Regions from separate parts of the Anas platyrhynchos genome. Here region 2 is linked to region 1. The links are chromatin contacts, called in public Hi-C maps. All regions are on one chromosome and are shown on one strand. The core of a region is the stretch at or near the end of the contact, and the rest is flanking DNA. Distances in the headings are between cores, read along the strand shown. Region 1 holds the start of LGI1 (leucine rich glioma inactivated 1). Region 2 overlaps CEP55 (centrosomal protein 55).

The links. A called contact is a pair of places that touch in the nucleus more often than the background predicts.
Region 2: a Hi-C map of F5 follicle shows a contact between it and region 1, with 2.5 times the contacts expected there. The contact joins the enhancer-like site here to the promoter of LGI1 in region 1. A contact is called at or near these places in 6 of 8 Hi-C or Micro-C datasets (F1 follicle, F5 follicle, liver and 3 more).

What each region holds. Positions count from the first base shown.
Region 1 is chr6:24,676,441-24,682,427 of IASCAAS_PekinDuck_T2T, reverse strand. It overlaps LGI1 (leucine rich glioma inactivated 1), which reads left to right and starts at 3,543. Exons shown (of 8, transcript XM_038181569.2): 1 at 3,543-3,745. The coding sequence starts at 3,666. LOC101800677 (protein FRA10AC1) reads right to left here and starts at 3,566. Exons shown (of 15, transcript XM_027460404.3): 1 at 3,388-3,566; 2 at 445-521. The coding sequence starts at 3,420.
Region 2 is chr6:24,765,808-24,771,794 of IASCAAS_PekinDuck_T2T, reverse strand. It overlaps CEP55 (centrosomal protein 55), which reads left to right. Exons shown (of 7, transcript XM_038181572.2): 6 at 702-773; 7 at 4,422-4,933. The coding sequence ends at 4,628. Among named protein-coding and RNA genes, the nearest start is that of CEP55, 11 kb to the left of the region's middle. Within about 2 kb of position 2,639, at least 5 of the 8 cell types and tissues checked have an H3K27ac peak or open chromatin away from gene starts, as enhancers often do. A contact at or near this core is called in F1 follicle, F5 follicle, small yellow follicle and 1 more, where this site is marked.

The sequences.
Region 1 (5,987 bases), core at 2,294-4,793:
CCCAATGAAAAAAAAATAAATAATAAACTAGTAGCAATTCTTCACTTCCTCCAAGCAGGTGTTTTATATCTACAAAGCCTGCAGCTACTTGGCCTCTTTTGCCTTGTTCTCCTAGCAGTTTCACATTTCCTGATGGATGGAAGTGAAGGGAGCAGCCAAACTCCAGCAGTTCATGCTAATGCTCAGAAAAATGAAATACACTGCTCCAAGAACCGAGAGGCACATAGACACCAGATGGACATGGCAGAACAGATTTTAATCAGTTGTCCCTGGGAGACAACATGCTCTGGCAAGCTTGGTGTGAGGAAATGCTGGAATCAGAGGTTGATTTTTCAAAAATCAGTTCAACACCAGACTTTACATACCACAGCATAATTTTCTACACAACAATAGACCATTTGGACAAAACACACAATGTAAAGTATTAATTCTGTACTACATTACCTTTTAGTCTTTTGCACGGACTTCTCTCCATTCTCCTCATCACTGAAATCAGAATCATAGCCGCCATGGCCACGTGCCTGGAAGTAAATAAATGACAATGCAGTCAATATACCTGCTAGAGTAATTTGGATACAGCATAACTAGAAATCAGTACTGTGCATCATGAATAAATAAAAGACACTGAGCACACAATCAAGTGCAAATTCTCACATATGTTTAAACCAAATCATATGCAACATACAAAGCAGAACATTTTCTAAATAACATAGGACAAAGAAACTATGGTTTCTCACAGACACTGTCAACCTGTCAAAAATCACTATATAAATAATTTATACGCAGACGTTCCAATACTTAATCTTAACAGATGCAGATGCTAAAAAAAAAAAAAAAAAAGATACTAAAACACTTTTGGTCTTTACTTTCAAACAATCTCTCTTATACAGAAAAGGTGAGTATTTCCTCCAAGAGTTACTCTTTCAGAAGGCTGGAGGACAGAAAATGACATGCCTACATTTAAAATAATCAACAAGGATGAGCAAAATTTTTTCTTTGGCTGTGGTACAACATTTGAGATTGTTAGATCTTACATAAATAGCTGGAAAGCTGATTGAAATTATTATCTAAATACAAAATAAGATGCCTATAAAAACATACAGTTTAATCGGCACAATAGTCATACCACGAAATGAAATATTTTTCCCACACATTTTTGGACCATTATTACTTATTATGTTATTAAATACTACTAATAAACCCATATCTTAATGCCATCAAAATGAACAAGCACTAGCTAAAGCCCAAATCTGTCATCTCCATTTTTCAGCATACAGTTACATGTGCAGTTCTCTCAGTGGAAGCAATGGCTTTAGTTGATCCCACCTCCTCTCTCTCACTCCTAATCTCACATCTTCCTTCTAGCTGTCCAGCTGCAAAGTGTTCTACTACACAAGAGCCAGATCAAACCACTCATCCAAGTTACAACAAATGATCTCATTAAAAGTTCAACGATAAATTCAGGGTGAAGAAAACCAACCACCCTTGACTGATGTCCCAATACTTTTAGGCCAATCCTTCTCTGAAGGCACAGTACAGCACCAGTACTGTGGCGTGCACACCAGTCCTCGTGTGCACAGACAAGTACTGCACCAAAGCTATGTTCATGCATCAGCAGCTCCAGCAGTGCTGAAGGCACTTGTGGAGACCCAGACCGAACAATTACTGACTGCCTCAGGATGGTACCAAGATGACCTGACTTTTAGTTAAAACTTAAAAATGGACTACAACAAAGAATCTCATGAATATTTCTACTTTGGAAGGAGAGTGCAAACAGACATCTGCTTAACATGAAATTTCAAGACTGGCTTCTCCCCTATCCCACAAACAAAAAACCCAATCCAAAATACGTAAAATTTATTCCATATTTAACTGTAGTAAAAGACAGGCAGATAACAAAGCTTTGTGTCCAAACTAAGAGATTTTAAAAGATGCATATGTAAGTATGGTCATGCAAAACTGTCAAGAAAATTTAAAGTAACTACTTTCACTATTTGATAAACCCTCTCATACCACAGTTGTTTTCATATTTTTTTTCTAAACTAATAAGTAACTACCAAACATTTTATCAAAGTATGAACCTGAGTATTACATAACTTATTTGAGTATTTTATCTTCTGCACCGATGTTGGACTTTTTTTTTTTTCCAAACACCACCACAAACTGAAACCACAAAACTAAAACAAGTACTAAAACAAGTGTACTTTGGGATACACTTAAATCACTGACAGTTAAGCAATCCCAACATCTTGGATTCACTTTTGGAAAGCACTAACTAAATTAGAGCTCCTGTAAACTAGCAGTTTACACGCGGTAAATGCAGTAACGTTGCGTATGACTGACAGCAGACAGGAAATGTCAACTGTTGATGCCAACTCCCCAGCACCACACTTGCAGGAGGCATTGGCATCCAGAAAAGGGTGCAAAACCTTCAACCCTGTTTTAACCCTTTTCATTGAGGTAAAGGCACACTAGTGAAATGTGCACATCAGAGAACTGTTCATGTTGACTCCTACGGTTGAACTGTAAACGAAAAAAAAAAAAAAAAAAAAAAGGCAACACAGTCCTAGACACAAAATCCCATCTCGTGGCCCCTCGTCACGCAGCTCCTTTAACAGGCACCACTCAGCCTTCCCTGTACCTGCCCAGCTCACAGGGCTGTGCTCCTGTCTGCGCCCAGCCCCAGGCAGGCCCCTGTGCTCGTTTTGGCACACACTGCCCTGGGAATGCCTCAACTGAGCCCGGGATCCAGACCAGAGCTGCAAGGAGCTGAAGGCTGGAAACTGACAGGAAACTGAGCGCAACAGACAGGGATCCGCATGCGGCAGTGCTCAGTGCTCCTGCACCTTCCTGTCAGCTTCCGGGCTTCGCTGGGACTCTGCAGCCGCCACTTGGGTGGAAAACAATTGACAGGCCGTTCAGTGAATTTCACAAAAACACGATTACGAAATGTGTTTGTACATACTGCATGGTGAACGCTCCTAACAAAGAGAAAAGCCACAAAGTACAGCCTCTTTGCAAAGGTTTTTTATTAAAACTGTCTCTCAAAAAAAAAAAAAAAAAAAAAGTAAAAGGTAAGACAGCAAGCAGGCTACGGCAGTGGAGTTCAAAGGTTTGTGGGGCTCCACAGTGAAAAATGACGCTGAGGAAAGGCCTGGGTTGGTCTTAGGCAACTTCCAAAGCCACCCCTCACGCCCTGAAAGCTTCCCGTCTCTTCCCGTCCCTTCCCTTCCGATCCCTGCCCTTCCCCGGCCCGGCAGGCCGCGGGCCGCACGGCGGCGGGGGCTGTGCCCGTGCGGGGCCCGCGGCCTGCCCCTACCCCGGGCCTTCCCCGCGGCGCCGCCGCCTGCCCCCTCCCCGCGTCCCTCCCTCCGCGGCCCCACTCACGGCGGCGCCGAGGCGCAGCTGCTGGGGCACCATGGCGGCGGCGGCGGCCGGGGCCGGGGCCGGGACCGGGGCTTGGACCGCGCGCGAGGGCCGGGCCGCGGGCCCCTCCCGGAAACCGGGGCCAGAGGCGGAGCGGGGCCGCGCCGGGAGCTGCCTGCGCTCGGCGGAGGGGCGCCGAGGGGCTCGGGGGGCCGGCGGAGCGCGGCGGGGAGCCGGCGGCCGGGGGAGGGCGAGGGCGAGGCGCGCCGGCAGGGGAGGGGAGGGGAGAGGCGCTCATCATGCTGAGGGGCGAGGGGAGCCTCCCCGTCCGGGATCCCGGTGCACGGCCCCGGCTGCGCCCGCCGCCGCCTCGGGGAAGGTAGGAGCAGCCCCGGCGGGTGCCGCCCGGCTGGAGGGGCTGGGGGGGGGCTCGGGGCGCAGCGGGGCCGGGAGCGGGCTCGGGGGCGCCGGGTCCCCCCGCTGCCCTTCCCCGGGGGAAAGAGGCCCCGGGGCTGGGGTGGCAGCGGCGGCGAGGGCCCTGTGGGAGGAATGCCCGGCTGGCCCCGGCCCCAGCCCATCTATCGCCCGGCAGCGCTGCTCCTGCCTGTGCTCCCCTGGCTTCTCCTGCTGCGCTGCGGTGCGGCTGGCACCGCCGCTGCTCGCCCGGGGGTGGTGGAGTTTGGCCTGAGGGAAAGGAGCTTTGCACCCCCGAAGTGTTCTCGTGAGCTGGCTGGGAAATGCCGGTGTCCACCATTAAACGGTCAGTGCCAGCAAGTAGCTGTCAGGCAGCTGATACTGTTTCCCATCAAACATTAGGACGCACCATACTTGAACCGGTGCGTTGGCTGCTGAGGTCAGAGATGCTGCAATCCATCACAGATACTTTATTCTGGAATATATCAGAGTTCCCAGCCATGCTATTGATTCCTGGAGTCTTAAATCACAGATCTACTTCACAATGGAAAATTTTTGAAATTGAAATACTACTTTCATTGTTACTAACGAAAAACATTATAGGGAGTTGCTATTATATAGCGAGGCTGTTGCACACCGCAGCTTTCAATGTACCTCCTTACCTTGGCTACTGAATTTCGGTTTCAAAAGAGAAGTGTTTTTTCTCTTGCTCAGGTATTTTTGTCACTAATTATGTTGTTACAGCTCTGGAAGGGATTTAAAGGTGGTGTTCCATGGAAAGGATCTGAGAGCCAAGTGTATGTGGCACTCACTGAATGTATATGGCATGCTGCTGAAGCCCCACTGAAAGTGTCCCATTTCCTCTAAAGGGCAGAGACTGTTGCAAAAATGGAATTATCCTAGTTAATAATTTAAATATCACAAAATAAATAATGTATACACACGAAGCTGTAATAGCAGGCGTATTCTTTTTGTTTTTCCTCTCCTACGGAAATGGCAGACTGCTTTAGTATGAATGAATCTTGACATGATTCTAGAAACTGGGCCAACATATCATTGATTATGCACTTTGAAGAACAGTGGGAAAGGTAGAGAGAAGATCTACAATTCTTGAATCTCTCATCATTGTACTGTGGCCACAAAGGCCTGCATATAGAAAATATAAACTTTCTGGAACAGGAAGATTCTGCAGAGAGTCCAACTATAGCAACTGTTGTGGATGCTGAAGTTATTGTATATGCAGTTTTGCTGAGAATAGCTGCTAGATAATTTCATTTTACTGCACTATACTATTCTGATGTCTGGCTTTAAAACATCCCAACGCTGACTGCTTTTTATATGCAGGCTACAGTAAGCTACTTTACAACCTACAGCTGGGTAAGTGGATCAGAAACAGCCTGCTAAATAGATGGGAAGTTGAAATTAGGCCTGTCCATAGCTTGTTGTAGATAGATTATAGCTCGATCTTCTGGGAGTATTTTCATTGCTTTAACCTTGCATCAATATGCTTTGACACTAAGAAGGACAATTCTCTCGTCAGATTCCCAGAGGACTGAAAGATACAGGGGAAAAGGGCAAAAAGATGGGCATCATTTCTTGGGGGGTGGGAGGCGTTACAGCTTTAAAGTGGATTTCAATAATTCTATAACCAGCTCTTTGCAGCACAGTTTGCAATTACAGGTAAATCAATCTGTGAGTTAGCTGCTGCTGAAAAGGGCATTCCTTTTCTCAAATTGGCAGTAGTGCTTGTCTGACCGCTTCTGCTGAACTGCAGTATTTAATTTGCTGCCAGTCTAGCTCCTTTGACACTCCTGCTGCGGCATCTGTTGAGTATCAGTGCTGGTGCAAAAACAGGTTAGGAATGGAGGGATGGGACAGGAGTGAAGGGGGAGGTGAGCTATAAGGACAGCCCTTTCAGCAGCAGATCTCCATTAAATCAGCAGTAATGTGAAACTGTTCTCTTAAATTACAGTAGCCCTGAACTTCGTGACCCACGAGGAATACAATATCACTGTAGTTGTCCTTTTACTCCTGACCTAAATCCAGAATTGGGTTAAGATCAGACCCACTGTATCCAGAAAGCCTAAGTCAGACATGGTTGTAAAACCTCCAGGAAGTAAATGTTTTCTCTCCAAGTTTTCAAATTATTGACATTTATCACTCAGTTTTCTGACAAGTCAGTGTAACAATTCTGTAGAAAGTTCTGG
Region 2 (5,987 bases), core at 1,390-3,889, 90 kb before region 1:
TATGTGGACAACTACTGTAGTATCTTGAAACAAAGTACTCTTGTTAGCATCACCATGCCAACAAAAACTTTCTTTTTCTGGGCATGAAATCATGATTACCTACTGGTTGAAGAGAACCTGGATAGTTCTTCTTGAAGGTCTGCCCTCAGGGCATCCAAATATGATACACCTGCTACTTAGAGAAGTTTGCAGTCAATAGCATAAAACAACATAGAACTGAAGTTTGAAATAAGAGGATATAACTTAATAGGCACCAAATTAGGTTAATTGTAGAACATCAGTTTATCTCCCTAAAGAGGCTTTTGCAGTTACTTAATCCATTATTGTTGAGTATTTTCTAACTTTCTCACTTATATTTAAATATACATTGCTTAACTTAAAAAAAAAAAAAAACAAAAAACAAAAAACACGGTATGTTAGTCGAAACATGTATTTTGTGTATTTTCTGTTCTGTCAATCACTAGGAATTTTTTTGTTTAACTATAATATTAAACTACGTTCTTCCCCCTCGGTGCAGTGATAAATACTTCCTTGGGGAAAACCCGGGGAAGTGTTAAATTGGGCTTGGCTGTTGCGTAACAGGCATGTTTTCTGCTCGTACTGGCATACAAAAACTTAGCTCTATTCCTCTCTAGGCTAATTGTTTCAAGTTTATTATCTATTGTATGTAGAAATTGCTTACATGTTCTTCTGCCTTGTAGGTACAACTTCTTCGTAAATCATTGCTCAAACAGCAGGAGGAACACACTAGGATAGCTTTGTTGGAACAACAGGTACCCAATTACATGTTCAGATACTGGGTTGATTATTTAAGAACCTGATACTTAAATTGTGATATGCAGGAAGGCTTTCTAGACTAACTTCTCAAGTTTAAGAATAAGTGCTATATTGAAGTAATATTAGACCTACATATGCAATTAGGGGTGATCCCTTAGTGCTTCTAAAAATTCTGACCCTTGTTGAAGGAAATCCCTAACCTTTTATAGGGGAGAGGCTGCAACTAAACCTGATGCTACTTCCGTGCAATTGCTTGTTCAAATAAATAGAAACTGTACAGCCTTAAATTAGGTATGGGAAACATCCTAAAACATTCAGCTCACTGAAATCTGTAACATACTCTTGATAGTCATTGACATCTTTCGTGTTACTGCTTCTTTTCCCAACTACGTTCTTGCAGATCTAACTGATGTCCTTGGAGAAAGTTATATCATACTTACTTGCCAAGCATGGGTGTAGTGTTATTCATGTACTCTTTTCAAACTGCTACAAGTAAGATCACTGGGTAGGAACTGGCATTTTTATTGAACATGTCCTACATGCTCCTCCATGTAAAATCTTCAGTTTAAGACTGAGATAGCTCAAATGTGCTCTAACCACAGTTACCTTTGACTCCACCTCTATGGACCTTCCTAATTGGGCATGTATGAACTTTACTGAAATGAAAAGAACAAGTAATTTTATCCCACTTTAGGATATGATTGCTGAGTAAAACTTCAAATGGATAAAGGGGCCCTCACACATGCTTAATTCTGCCTTTAATTCTTTAATTTTTTGGGGGGATTGCCAGATCCAGATATGTACTACAGACTTTGAGAATGAAAAGCTAGACCGCCAGAACTTGCAGCATCAGTTAAACCAAGTCCTCAAAGAACTGCGCAAGGCCAGGGAGCAAATAACCCGGCTGGAACCTTTGGTATGTACTGGGTAACTTGCAGGAAAACTCAGATATGTTGCATAAATGAACACTTCTTCACTTCAGAGTGCAGTTAATGTCAACAGATTTTGACTGCAGGTGTTTACATCTTTTAAATACATAGTCCTAAGGTGCAGAACCTTATGGTAGCTAGCAAGCTATTGCTGTATTTTCTAAAGCGCCACAGACAGCTTGTACTGTAGAAGGAGATATAGAAAGGAAGAGAGATAGAATAGTCAAGAGTCCTCAGTAGCAATTTGTATCGCCATATGCAACAGACAAAACTACATACACAATAACAAAGCTGTAGCATGCTTCTACTGGAATTTGCTGCTAGTGGACAAGGCACTACCCTTAAATGTAGTTGAGTTCCTGCCCAACCCCATTCAATACACCCACAATATTGAATGGGTGTGCCACAACAAGTGGATCTGCCTACTTCCCAAAATGAAAAAGAACACTTGTACTGAGGGCAGTGGTTTGTTTGCTACTTATATAAGCCCAAAGAAAGCCACCTAGATTTGACTATCTGATTCAACAAATTTATAAGGAAGGATTATATATCAAGCAAGTCACTGTGTAACTCTGACACAGGGTCTTGTAAGATTAGTCGAGACAGTTCTATTTAGCTATTACCTACAGTTCTGGATTTATTTAAATGAGATTCAAAACAGAAATCCAATGCCTCTGTCCTTCATTAGATCAGGTCTGAGGCTGCTGTGCTTCTTACAGAGAATATAAATGCAAAAGCTCCTAACCAGTTGCAGAGCAGAAGAATTCTTTCAACTCTGACAAACTGTTCTTCCTCTTAGTTGCATGCAACTTAGGATTCATTTGAGAAAGTACTTCTGAGATATTGTTGATCTTGATGTGTTCTTGTCCCTGTGAGAACCTCGCTAGCTAGGATTGTAGTTGCTGCTGCTGCCAGCAGAGGCCACTAGAAAACCTTTTGGCTGCCAGGAGCAGCAGCTGTTCAGCTGAAGTTCGTGCACAGCAAGAGGAAGCTGTAATACTCTTTCCCTGTGCTAAGTTGGCTGGCTAACTGCCAAATGGAGAACCAGGTGACTGTCTCTTCCTGCTTGGAAACTGTCCATGGTGTCAAGGAAAACATGGAAGAGTTTGGGAAGGTAGCTAGGCAGAGGCAGTCAGCATTCCCTATAGAGGGGGTTGAGGCATTTCATTAAGGAGGCATAGTATGTATGAGTGCCTAGGAAGACTGTTGGGGAAGGGTTTGTTACAAAGGTGAAACAAATTTCCTTTATATAGGTACACCTATACATCACGTTGAATTCCCTGGTATGTGTATGGGCATATTTTTAGGAATTTCAAATGTAATCTAAAACAACTTCCAAAATAAATGCAGCTTAATTTTTGATCACTGCACTTTTCATTATTTTAATGTTGATATTAAGCCTGGGGTCCTGTTGTAACAAGGTTTCAGTCCTTGTTCTTTATTTCCTTCACTCTTCCTTCCCCCCTCCCCCCTCCCCCCCCCCCCAAAAAAAAAAATCCACAGCAATATGTAAACAAATGTATTATAAAATGGTTAAAATACCTGTATGCAGTACCAACATTTCTAAGAGTCATGCTCAACTATTTCATATTTAGTGTACAGCAACTTTGCTTTTTTTATTAGGATGCATATGAAAGCTCTAAGAAGCCTAAAATGCTGTGTATTAGCAGTGATAATATGGGAGTCTGAGGCTTTGCTGTCTCAGCTTTCACCATAGCTTCTTTCATTATACCTTATGAACCAGTGGCAGGAATCGCATTTTATTCAGTGGTCCATGAAGAGAAAACTACTTCAAAATATGAATGTTGTGTTGGGTCTGTCTGAGCTGGAGTCACCTTTTCCCTGCAGCAGCCCACACAGTGCTGTGCTCTGCACTTGTAGCTGGAACAGCACTGATAACACTCCAGTGTTGTGTCTATTGCTGCGTAGTGCTGGCACAGCATCAGGACTCCTTCCAAGCCCCCAAGAGCCAGCAGGCTGGGGGTGGGCAAGTGATGGAGAGGGGACACTGTCAGGGCAGCTGACCTAAACCAACCAAAGGGATATTGCCTGATATCACACTCAACAATGAAAAGGGGGGCTCTTGTGGGGAAGGAGGCTGTTCCTCCTGAATAACCACTATATGTTTTGAGGCCCTGCTTCTCAGGACATGGCTGAACATCGCTTGTTGATGGGAAATAAAGAATTTTTTTTCCCCTCTCTCTGTGCTTCCACATGGACTTACTGTTTCTTTTGTTTCTCTTTCTCACTATTCCCTTTCCCTTTAATTAAACCTTTCTCATCTCAGACCTCGAGTTCTGTGTTGTATTTTCTCCCCCTTCCTCTGAGGAGGAGTGAGAGAGCGGTTGTGGTGGAGCTCAGCTGCCCACCTGAGTAAAACCACTGCAAATGTGCACTAAATAGTGACATAATGTAAGTGATGTACTCTTATTTGTTTACTTAATCAGACATCGTGGAAAGCTTGCTTTAAATAGATTGCAGGTAGCTTTTCTGCAGGCTAATTAAAATGCAGTGTTAAAATTATACAACAGGCCCATATTGCTCTGTGTTTTTAATGCAAGTAGCATAATTGCCTTTAGCCATCTTTAAAATTCAGTCCTTAGTGCTGTAACGTGCATGATTTGCGTGCCATTAAACATCTTTTTCCCTACATCTATTTGACTGGGACCCTTTGATGCATCTTCCAGTCCCTCACTAAAGATTCTCCTTTTCCAGAAACTCCAAGAATCTGGATGTGTGGAACCACAAGCAGACTTGCAAGCTGCTTTTGAAGATAAGATGACAGTGTATGACAGAAGTCCTCCTCAGAAACATTCAAGTCTACTTGATGAAAGTTTTCTCGAGTGTCCCAGATGTAAAGTGCAATATCCAACAAGCCAGCATAGAGAATTACTAGTGCATATTGACTTTTGTACAGCTTAAGATCCAAATGAACTTCCTGTATTTGCTCTTTACATGCCACCGGTATACTATCCTGCAAAGGCAAAAGATTTTTGTAAAGCTCTTCTTTCAAGGTTGTATAAAGGACTACTAGCATTTCAATTCAAAAAAATCAGTAATTTATTTGGCCTCATATTTTACCTGACATTTGTGGAAACAGCTACAGCTTTCCTTGTTTCAGGTGGACATATTCATAGAATTAGGAATATTTTCAAATAATAAACTACTGACATATTTTATTGCACTTTTAAAAATAAGTAAAATACAGCTATTGTGTCAGACATTAATACTTGGCGTATCCAGTTCTTGGCTGATGGATCCTGACTGCTTGTAGCAAAAAAGACTTGGCTATAGTATGTGCACTACACACACATATGTAATGTGTCACATCTACATATACAAACTCAGGAAAGTCTGTTAACATGTCTTTGCTACTTTAGATTTATTTTGAAAGCATTCTAAGTAGCATTTTTCTGAACCGCAGTTGGGGTGACCTGGAGCTCATACAAAACTGTTGACCATGTGCAAGGTCTTCTTATCATTCATCCTTGGGTAAGCAACTTCTTAGCAACTGTGAATGTGATTGGTACTGGAAAAACCTTCCATTTCAGATGCTGTCAGAAACCAGTTTGGAAATTTTAGTATCCAATTAAGCTGAAGTGAACTTCAGTTTGCACTTCCGTATTTTACTGGTTCAAGTAGGAAAATGTCAGTTACTAAATTTGTTTTAGGTCTTCCATTTTAAAAATGCAGGTTTGAATAAAGTACTCCAGTGAATTTGGAGTGTTGCTATTTCATACCAGCACAAAAAATGCCTGTTAGTGTTCAAGAGGTATTTAGGTAATGCCGTGATCAGTACGCTTTAAATTTTGGTTAGTCTTGAAGCAGTCAGGCAGTTGGACTAGATGATCTTTGAAGGTCCATTCTAACTGAACTACTCTCTTCCAAAACAAGCTGGCAATAACTTTTTGCAGTTAGTCAGCTTTTGTCAGTTTCTAATTGTTTATTGATTTGCAATCACATCGCTTTCTTTTAGCATATATTGTAAATCTGGGTCTGTTGCTAGCACTTTCTTCCTTTAGTAAAGTTCAACTATTCCTTTCATGGGAATGATAAAAGTAAGGAAATCTTAAGGCACACTAGCTAAAGCATTTGCTGCTTTAACAATTTTATGGCTTGCTGAGGCCAGGAAATTACCTACACACAGCCAGACTCCAAGGTGTAACTTTCTCTGGTATACTGAATTGAATGGCTACCTGGTGTCAGTTTTTTTCTATTACAATTTACTGTAAAATTTTGTGCCTCAAACCCATAACATTCTCTCTACTCTTTAATGGTTGA